Regions from separate parts of the Mus musculus genome. Here region 2 is linked to region 1. Evidence: chromatin contacts called from public Hi-C data. All regions are on one chromosome and are shown on one strand. The core of a region is the stretch at or near the end of the contact, and the rest is flanking DNA. Distances in the headings are between cores, read along the strand shown. Region 1 overlaps Armc1 (armadillo repeat containing 1). Region 2 overlaps Hps3 (HPS3, biogenesis of lysosomal organelles complex 2 subunit 1).

Evidence for each region. A called contact is a pair of places that touch in the nucleus more often than the background predicts.
Region 2: a Hi-C map of rod photoreceptor shows a contact between it and region 1, with 4 times the contacts expected there. The contact joins two enhancer-like sites. A contact is called at or near these places in 3 of 39 promoter capture datasets (the C10 cell line, liver and pre-B cells), 1 of 484 Hi-C or Micro-C datasets (rod photoreceptor) and 1 of 9 other capture datasets (adipose tissue).

The regions. Positions count from the first base shown.
Region 1 is chr3:19,147,938-19,152,945 of GRCm38.p6, forward strand. It overlaps Armc1 (armadillo repeat containing 1), which reads right to left. Exons shown (of 7, transcript NM_028840.3): 3 at 1,549-1,640. Among named protein-coding and RNA genes, the nearest start is that of Armc1, 13 kb to the right of the region's middle. Within about 2 kb of position 2,849, at least 13 of the 459 cell types and tissues checked have an H3K27ac peak or open chromatin away from gene starts, as enhancers often do. A contact at or near this core is called in rod photoreceptor, where this site is marked.
Region 2 is chr3:20,004,494-20,009,501 of GRCm38.p6, forward strand. Hps3 (HPS3, biogenesis of lysosomal organelles complex 2 subunit 1) reads right to left here. Exons shown (of 17, transcript NM_080634.4): 14 at 4,322-4,429. It also overlaps a transcript of Cp not described here. Among named protein-coding and RNA genes, the nearest start is that of Hps3, 28 kb to the right of the region's middle. Within about 2 kb of position 2,393, at least 10 of the 459 cell types and tissues checked have an H3K27ac peak or open chromatin away from gene starts, as enhancers often do. A contact at or near this core is called in rod photoreceptor, where this site is marked.

The DNA.
Region 1 (5,008 bases), core at 1,599-4,098:
CTTAAAACTGGCATTTTGGATACTTGTGAGTGACCACGTGGGTGGGGGAAGCCAGCCCGGGCCCTCAGGACGAGCAGCCAGGTGCTCTGAACGACTGAGCCATCTCTTGGTTTTAGAAGCAGCCTCTGTAGATCAAGCTGACTTCTAACTCCTGGCAACCCTGATTCAGCCCCCTCCGAGCTTAAGCTTCTGGTATGAATGGGAGTCACACCTGGCTCTCTGCCGCTGGAGTGCTGAGAGCAAAGGTGTGTGCCGCCACCACCTGGCTTCAACACTCGTTTTAAATCTAATTTCCCACATCTTTTTTTGTACCACTTACTTTGAACTTCAATAACTATGCCTGTTTAAGGAATACACATGCCACTAATTTAAAATATACAGATATATACAATTATATCTATCAAGTTAAATGGCTCTATCAATCAGATTCATGATAACCTCATCAAAAGAAACTTCCAGTTTCCATGACCTTGATGAAGGATCCTTTGAGTAAAGCCAGGATGCTGTAATGACAAGGACAGGGCACCACACTTTCCTCACGAAGATCCTCGACTAGAATTAGTTGTCTGGATGGTCTGTTACCAAACCAACTCATGTACTTTATTATAAAGCTTCATTCAGCATACGTCTTTTTCTTACACACACACACACACACACACACGCACACGCACACTTGGCTCAGTTGATAAAGTGATTGACGAGCATGAATGGATTCCTGAGTCCCTACTCGTGCACCACAGAATCTAGGTACGGTGGCACACACATACCATACCAGCCCTCTGGAAATAAAGGCAGGAAGATTAGCAGTTCAAAATAAAACACACACACACACCGTGTATTTTAATTTTTAGACAGTGGCCTATGAGTGAGTGATTTCTTAATATCCTTTTTTAACCAATAGAAAATAAATGAATTTTAAATCCTTAAACCATAAACTCACAAACAGCAATTAATGAACTAGATAGTTCGATGGGAAAGAATATTTGAGAGATACTAAATAAAGGCCATGAACACTCAGCTGTCGTCAAATCTGAAAAAAACCCTGTTTCCCTGTTTCTGTCACATTAGCTGCAAATATCCTAGTATTAACTCTAAAACTTAGGAGAGAAAAGCAAATCAATTTTGAAATATTTATTAATATTCCCAAATGACAGGATGCATACCATGTCAATATCTTAAATACAATATAAACATTTATAAGGACTGAAATACCTACCATTTAGCAGTAAAGACAAAAACCAGATAGGCATGGTGGCACATACTAGCTCTGAGAAGGCAGGGCAGTCAGATGTCTGAGTTCAAGGCCAGCATGGTCTGCAGAGCTAGTTCCAGGACAGCTAGGGTTACACAGAAAACTAATATTCATTAGCAAACAATTTTTGGACATAAAACCTACAGAAGCCTATCTTCTATTACAGTTAAAATTTCAAAATAATACCTGACGCTTAAAAAAGAAAATAAAATTTGAGTCTTGGTTCAGTTTGCACAGAGCATCGTTCAGGGACCTCAGAGGACGCTACTGACACACTGTCTGCCTGCTGGACTTACTTCTGGATGACATTCTGCAAGCTCAGCATCATCCCCAGCTCTCCCTTCATCTTTTCTCTATTCGCACGGCATTCAGCCAAGTAGCGTAGCGCCTGCAAACAAAACAACAGTCAGTTCACACATCCGAACTGCTCAAAATTAATGTCACCTATAACTTACTGCAAGACCAAGAAGAAAATAAATGTTTTTATTTTCAGCATCAACTGATTTTTAATTCTCCTTTAACTGTGTCGTTCAAAGTAACCTCCTAGGGGCTGTGAAAACTAAACATGCTGGATGAAACGAACCTTCTGACCTTATCTGCAAGGTCAAAACGAGGCTATCCCACTTTATGATTTCATCTTGACAAGGCCACAAGGAGCTATATTCCATTAAGTAATCTCAAAAAGTAGTTCCAATAGCCATCACTGGCCCAGGTGCTTTTGCTCATTACTTAAAATAAATTGCTGGGGACAAAGCATACAGTGAACTTTATAAAATGAACTGAGTCCTGTTTTTACTATATTACACCTTTCAAATGTATTTTAAATAGAAAACAAACAAAACAGGCAAAGTGGCAGTGCCTGCAATCTCACCATGAAGGAGGCTAAGGTAGGAGAGTTTGCTGTGAGTCAAAGGCTGGCCTTTACTGCATAGTAAGTCTCGGGACACCCTGGGCTACAGGAGACCCTATCTCAAAACATCAGAGTAAGTAAAAAGAAAATTAGAAGATGAACTAGTGGCCACATGCTGAGTTAGGCTAACTTTTTCAAGTTTTCAGGTCCTTTTTCTCTCACCGTGAGCACGTTTTTGTCACCGTTTCCCTCACGTGCTGCTTTTTTGAGGTTGTTTGGCTGTTTCCCTTCACATCTAAATATCATCCCCAGCCTTCATCACCATCATTCACAGCTATCTCGGCCTAGTTAGCATTCACATTTCCACTGAGCCTTTGCCTTTCAGGTAAAAAAAATGATACGTGGCCCACCCGCTGAGATGCCACTTTGATGTCCAAGTGTGTGGTGGAGAGATGAGAGAAAGAGAAGTGGAATGCTTTGAGCACTGCAGAGAGAGATGGAACTGGAGACGCAGGGTGGTGAGTAACAGAATGGTGGGAGAGTAGCTTGTACCCCCACCTGGGGCCATCGTGAAGTCCTGGCCCTGCTGCCACTGAGGATTATATCTGGATCTGTGGCCCGGCAGCAGCAACAGTCTGTGTTGATGTCCATGGATATCCCTGGTCTGGGCTGCTACCTGGGACCAGGCTGATGTCCAAGGGCTGAGCAGAACTGGCCTAGTATCTCACTGGCTGCGGCACTCAGGAGAGCTGGTCCCCTACCTCTCACCTGGGTAGCAGCACAGTAGAGTTGGCCCTAAGGGTATGAGAACAGGAGAGCTGGCTCCTTGCCCTCTCCATCACTGCCCTGCACCTCTCCCTTGGAGTACAGTAGAGCTGATCCTATTAGCAGGGGATCAAGTGAGCTGGCCCTGAGGGCATGAGAGGGGGAGCTGGCCTTGGCCCTTGGGTAAGCTAGCCAGGACACTGCTGGAGAGCTGATCTGGTGGAGTGGGTGTATGGGGAAGAGTTGCTGACCAACTGAGCTACCACCCAGCCCTACTCCAACTACATCTACTTGTCTATGAACTGCAGTGCATAAAGGCAGAGATCCAAAGGTACAGAACCTCCATGACAGAGGGCAACAACTGAATATCCAAGAGGAGTCCCAGTGAGGTTCTAGTGTTGACAGTGTATCAGAAGCCAGAAGCCTCAAACCAGACCAATGAATCATTACAATGAACATTTGCAAGTAAAGATGTTGGGATAAAAGGGTACACTGCGATACACTGCAGCTTCCACAGCAAGACTTCCAGAGATTTACAGAGAGGAAGTCCTGTTTAAGTATTAATCTGTATATTCAAAGCATAAAAGACCACATGGTGAGGGAATAATCCCACCAGAAACTCAAAGAAACAGACCCTGAGCTCAGGGTAGGGTGCCGGTGTTTGGGATGATATAACGGGCATAAGGGATCAGTGCCTACAGGACAGCATACTCTAACATACGTGGTGGACAGAGACACTGGAAAGGGGAAAGACTTTCACTAAAAATTAAAAATAAAAACCTTCAAAACAACAATGGATGACAATTTCAACACGGAGAAAAACATTGAGATTTAAACCCGCAGATCCAAGAAATTAAAAATCCCAAGTAAAACAATGAAAAGAAAATACATCAAAATCTGTAATACATAGATCAATCATTTCCTGGAAAACATCATAGATAAAGTCACAACAAACATTATCAGGATGGCATTTACTCATTATCAGTGTGTAAAAGGGGTTGCCATGGAAACCTGATAGCCTGAAATCAGTCTCCAGAATATATGGGGGAAGAAGAAAACCCAATCTTGCAAGCTGTCCTCTGACCTCCACAAATGAACCCTCTCAGTCTCTGTCTCACACACAAGAGTGTGCACACACACACACACACACACACACGTACAGAAGCATAAAAAATGCTCAAAACAAGTCCACCACTTTATTAGAAATCACCTAAGTTGGCAGCCTGATATGGTGGCTTACTCCTGTATCCCCAGCACACTGAGGCTGAGATAGACAGATTGCCCTGAGTTCCAGGCAAGCGTGATTTACATAGTAATTTCTAAGCCAGCCTGGACTATAAGAGTGAGACCTTATCTGAAAAAACAAAACAAACAAAAAACAACAAAAGCCATAAGCCACGAGACAAACAGCAGCAATATTTTTTAAGTATAGGGAAACAATAACAAACCTATACCGCAAATGTTAATTAAAAGAAAGTTCCTCAGGCAGGAAAATAAAAAAGATGTTGGTAAAAATCTCAGTATCTTCCTAGGTTTAGGAATAAAGAACACTAGAAAGGGGAAAGAAAACAATAAGTATAAACGACAGCTGAACTTGAATATGGTGACACATACCTCCAACTCTTAGCTCTGGGAAAAGTGAACAAGGGAGGTTACTAGTTGAAGGCAAGGCCTGGCACAGTGGCACATGCCTTGAAGGCAAAGGAAGGCAGATCTCTGTGAGCTCGAGGCCAGCCTGGTCTACAAGGTTACAGTCCAGGCCAGCCAGGGATAAATGAGACCCTGTCTCCAAACAAAACCAAAGTTGGAGACAAGCTTGGACTACAGGGCAACAGCACCCCAATTCCTATTCCTCCCTCACCGCAAATCCTCCAAACTTTCAAGAGGCATAATAACTGAAACTGGGTGTGGTGACACACACCTGTAATCCCAGCATCAGAAAGACAGAGGCAGGCAGGTCTCAAGTGAGGAAAAACAAATTGAAAAAACAACCGTATTTTACATTTTTAAATATATTTTAGAGCTAACTAAATGCTTTAGCTAGGTGCTTGCTTAGAACGTTATGGGGTTCTAGTTCAATCCTGAGTATCTCATACACAGATCGAAAGAACACATTGTTTAAAGAAGTATGTAGCATGTAT
Region 2 (5,008 bases), core at 1,143-3,642, 860 kb after region 1:
AGCGTAGGGTGAACTAGCAAGCAGCATCAGTCACGGGGTCTGCTGTGCTTCCTTGGCTGTGAGTGAGTTCCCTAACTGGAGGTAACGCTACACAGAAGGCCGTTGTGTCTTCAGGTTCCTGCCTGGGCTCCTCCCCTGACCTCTCGAAACCACAGACGATGACCAGGAAGTTTAGGCCAAACGCATCCTTTCCTCTCCTAAGGTGCTAACTAGAACAATAACCACAAAGAAAATGTAATGTATTTTTGAGAAGTGATTGTACTATGAGGAAGGCTGATGACCCGAGTTCATTCCCTGAGACCAAGATGACAGAAGAGAGAAGTGAGCTTCCCACGTTTCCCTCTGCGTGGCAAACATCTCAGTCTGTGCCATGTGTCTTAATCTCACTGCTCCCTCAATCAATAGCAGCACAATTTCCTTCTAACGTGATTGTTTAGCAACACCACCTCCCACGGACTAATGACAGGCATTACTTCAATGGTCACATATTTACTATAGTATTTTCCTTTTAAGCAACTTTACTATTTTTTTTTCTTTTTTTTTTTTTTATTTTCTTTTTTTTTTTCTTTTTTTTTTTTCCATTTTTTATTAGGTATTTCGCTCATTTACATTTGCAATGCTATACCAAAAGTCCCCCATAGCCACCCACCCCCTCTCCCCTACCCACCCACTCCCCTTTTATGGCCCTGGCGTTCCCCTGTACTGGGGCATATAAAGTTTGCGTGTCCAATGGGCCTCTCTTTCCAGTGATGGCCGACTAGGCCATCTTTTGATGCATATGCAGCTAGAGTCAAGAGCTCCGGGGTACTGGTTAGTTCATAATGTTGTTCCACCTATAGGGTTGCAGATCCCTTATTTTTTAACTTTCACATTCTATAGCACTTTTTATTCTACCATCAAAATATTCTCCATTTTCTGTTCTTCTGTAAGAGATATAATTATTTCTTAATCCCTCTATCTTCTTTTGCTACAGTATCATCTCAGAGTTACAGGATGACCTGGAACATCCTCTATACACTACTAATCAGCATCATTATTTTATTCCAAATGTCTACCAAGGAGTAGCCAGGAAAATAAGGTTGGTATATTTTCTTATCCCAAACTAAATATTTTATCTGGATAATTTCCTGGTAGTAAAATAGGGAGGATGAAATAAAGTAAGACTCTCCTACTTATATGGAAGGAGGCCCAGACCCCTGATTAAATGTGATAGGAGAGGCAATAGCCTGGGGACCCAACCACAGCTGAAATGAAACTAGTCCAAACAAGCACAAAGTGGATTGCCTGGAAAGCTTTTTTAAGAACTGTAACTAACCATCAGTATAATAAGGAACTCTAGCCAGGCCTGGCATCATACCCTACAAGCTCAGCATGAACAGATGATTTGGTGGCAATGCAGGCCACACAGTGAATTCCAGGTCACCCTGGCTTCAGAAAAAGACACTGTCTAAAAAGTAAATATTCAACAAAAGTATCACAGAACTAAAAACGGCCCAAATAATGTAAAATATTGCTAAGGTTGGTTTCTTAGACATCTTCATTTTTTTTTTCAGTTCTGAAAATCAACTCTCTTCACTTTCAACATATGTGCTATTTATTCCTTTTTACTACCAAAGTCCCTCTGCCTCAGGTCTGATTCAGCAGATTTCTCTGGTTCTCTACTTTTATAGGCAGGGATGTGTACAAGGGGTAGGTACCAGGACAATCTGGGAAAAGAGCAAATATTTGCTAGTCATGATGGTCTCTCTAACTGATAAATATTGCTCTCTAACCTACCAATGACATATAGTAATTACTATACAAATATGCCCCTGTAGTAACTGTAGCCAAACATACCAAACCCCAGGGTTGGGGAGGGAGCCATAGTTTGGAAGCATTCTCAGGTAATTCTAAATGTCCAACACTTCTAAATAGGAGCTAAACAGACCCGTTGGGAGCGCTGATGGTAATCCTTCTTAATGCCTGAGATTACGTGACCTATGGGTAATCTTAAAAGAAGTATATCCAGAGGAAAGATTTAGAAAAGGTTAACCAAAATATTTTCCATCTTCACCAGCAAAAATTCCCAGAAAAGGGTGAAGGGAATATGCAGAAACTGAGGCATTATGAGAAGTCTACAAAGCAGAGGCACGGATGAGAGGGAAGATCAATGGCATAGAACAGATTTTCAACATAATTATAGAAAACTCCCAGAATAAGGAAAACCACAACCATATAGACACACAGAACACCAACTAGAAGAAGAAAAGAAGTTCCCCATGGAACATAAGTTAAAACACTAAATATACACAACACAGAGGATACTGAAAGCAGCAAGAGAAAGGACACAAGTCCCATGCAAAGGCAAACACACCAGGAAACTGCTGATGGAGGCTGAACACCAGCAGAGTCTGGTGCAATGCACCCCAAAGGACCACAGACGCCAAATCAGACTTCTTTACCCAGCAACGCTCTCTGCCATAGTTGAAGAAAGAAAGTTTTCATGATAGAAACAGGTTAAAGGAATGTATCCACCAAGCCAGCCCCGCTGAGAATACTAGAACCTGAAGATACTTTAGACTGAAGAGAGGATAAGCAAGCCCAAAAGGCCACATAAAGAAAACAAGTGAAGCCATCTAACAAGAACACGGAATAAGACAAAGAACACAGCAGAATTCCCCCACAAACACACACAACAAAATTACAGCAATCAACAAACCCTTTTCAATACTAACTTTAAGTATTGGCTTCAACTTCCCAATCAAAAGAAAATGTTGAATGGAATGATTAAGTAACAAAAATCCATCTTTTGTTACATACAGAGATTTTAAATGATCACTGAATTATACCGTTTGATTGTGATTATAAATGTGCTTAGAAGTTATATCAGTAAAATTTTCATAGCCTATTACACGTACAACTTTATTTGCTTCACTGTTCTGTGTGTTGGGAGGACAAGGTCCGATTCTGTCTCCCACATTTACTGTACTTCTCAGACTGAGCTATCAAATGAACAAACAAGCCGCTAACACCTCAGGGCTTGCAGTGTCTATATGTACTAGAGATAAGAGACAATGAAAGAATCTCCTTTAGTGATATATTGTTGTAGTTAACTAATAAATTACTGAGGCTGGACTTGAATTCATGATTCTTCTGTCTCAGCCTTCCAAGTGCTAGAATTATAAGCATGTACAACCATACCCGATTCTGGTGATTTTAATAGAAGAATATAGGCCACAGTCTGGAAACTGAGTCTAAACACTCTAGCCTCCTGATTTTCCTTCCCCAACCCACCCCCAACTCAACAGCTGTCTCTATGTTCTATAAAGTCCACATTTTGACCAATTTCTAAAGTTTAAACCAGGAATTATACACCCCAATCGTAAAAAGCTCATGGAGAAGAAAATGCCTAAGGGCCTCTGGGTATGGTATAAGACTCGAGAACCTCAGCGTCTGGATGAGAAGCTGTGGAGATAAGAGTGGTGCAGACTGAACACGCTGTGCACTGCTCAGACAGAGCCATCAGCATCTGGCAGACCAGGCCTCAGGAACAGTACAGGGCACAGGTGGCCAGTACTCCTGAATTTTTCAAGAGTAACGTTTAACTCAGAATTCCTAACATGAAATATTGATTTCTATATGTGGCTTGCTACAGTGAGTAAACAGAAGAAAAGAAAAGAAAAGAAAAGAAAAGAAAAGAAAAGAAAAGAAAAGAAAAGAAAAGAAAAGAAAAGAAAAGAAAAGGAAAGAAAAGAAAAGGAAAGAAAAAGAAAGGTGAAAATTATATTCAGCCCTTGGGCCAACAAATGGTATTAAAAGATACATTCAGCCCGGCCTGGCCTACCATGTCCCATGCAGAAACAGTTAGAATTCCTATACCATAATTGTGTCCCTCAATTCTTTTGAAACCTTCTCTTCTGGGGTCAGATACGACTACTTTGACATATTATTCATAAGGCAGATGGTATTGGTTCAGTGGGTATGAAGTCTACATTGTGCTAAGCCACATTAAACAAAGCTCATACTTACAAAAGATCCCTATACATTTGGACACTTTTTCCCCACAGGTGTTTTCACGTCTATTCTAAACAGGAAGGCAGTTGTACAGCTCATTCGCCTGCAGCAAGACCAGTCCCTCAGCTCAGAGGCTTCGTCTCAGCAGTTCCACCCAGAAGCCAGCATTCCAAAGCAAAGCTCCTAACTGTGATCAATTATAGATTTTTGCCCCTCAAAAAGCTATACTCTAAATTAACAAGACATGTGCTATCACAACACATTTAAATTGTTTACTATACTTCAATATACTGCATATTTTAAAAGTAAGAGAGGCATTTTTATTTACCTGTAATTTCAGAAGGTCGTCTGTGTAATTTTTATCAGCTAAGGAATCAGATGTCGTTAACACATGAACCCATGGATTTACTAGGCCATAATGACTGCAGGCATTTATCTGAAACATTACAGAAATGCATCACAAGCCAAATACAGCAAGAGCAAAACAAGTCATCTCTTCATCCATTCACTAACTCTCTGCCACATCGTAGATTCAGTTGCACACTCTCCTAGGAGAAGGAAGCTTTGCAGACGTATTTCCCTGGAAAAGTGTGTAGTCTTGCTGCTTTCGTATCAAATAATCTGCAATAAATATTTCCTAATATTTTGAAATTTAAAAATATTCTACAGAAGTGCTTTCAAGCAAAATATATAAGTGAATAGAATAGAATAGAATAGAATAGAATAGAATAGAATAGAATAGAATAGAACAGAACAGAATAGAATAGTATTACTCCTAAGATAAGAGTGGAAATGATTTTTGGGGGTGAGAAAATATCCTTTTAAGTTCTCATGATGACTGTCATGGAGTATCCTTAATCCAAGAAATTACACTGGTGACCTTTGCACTCATGGTGCAGTGCCCACAGCAGTCATAGCAACAGGAGTCTATGGAAACCAGAGCAGTATGGGAGGGTGACCAAGGCTGTCGCAGTTGCCTACAACACACCTGAAGCCTAAGCGTGGCCCTGACAGG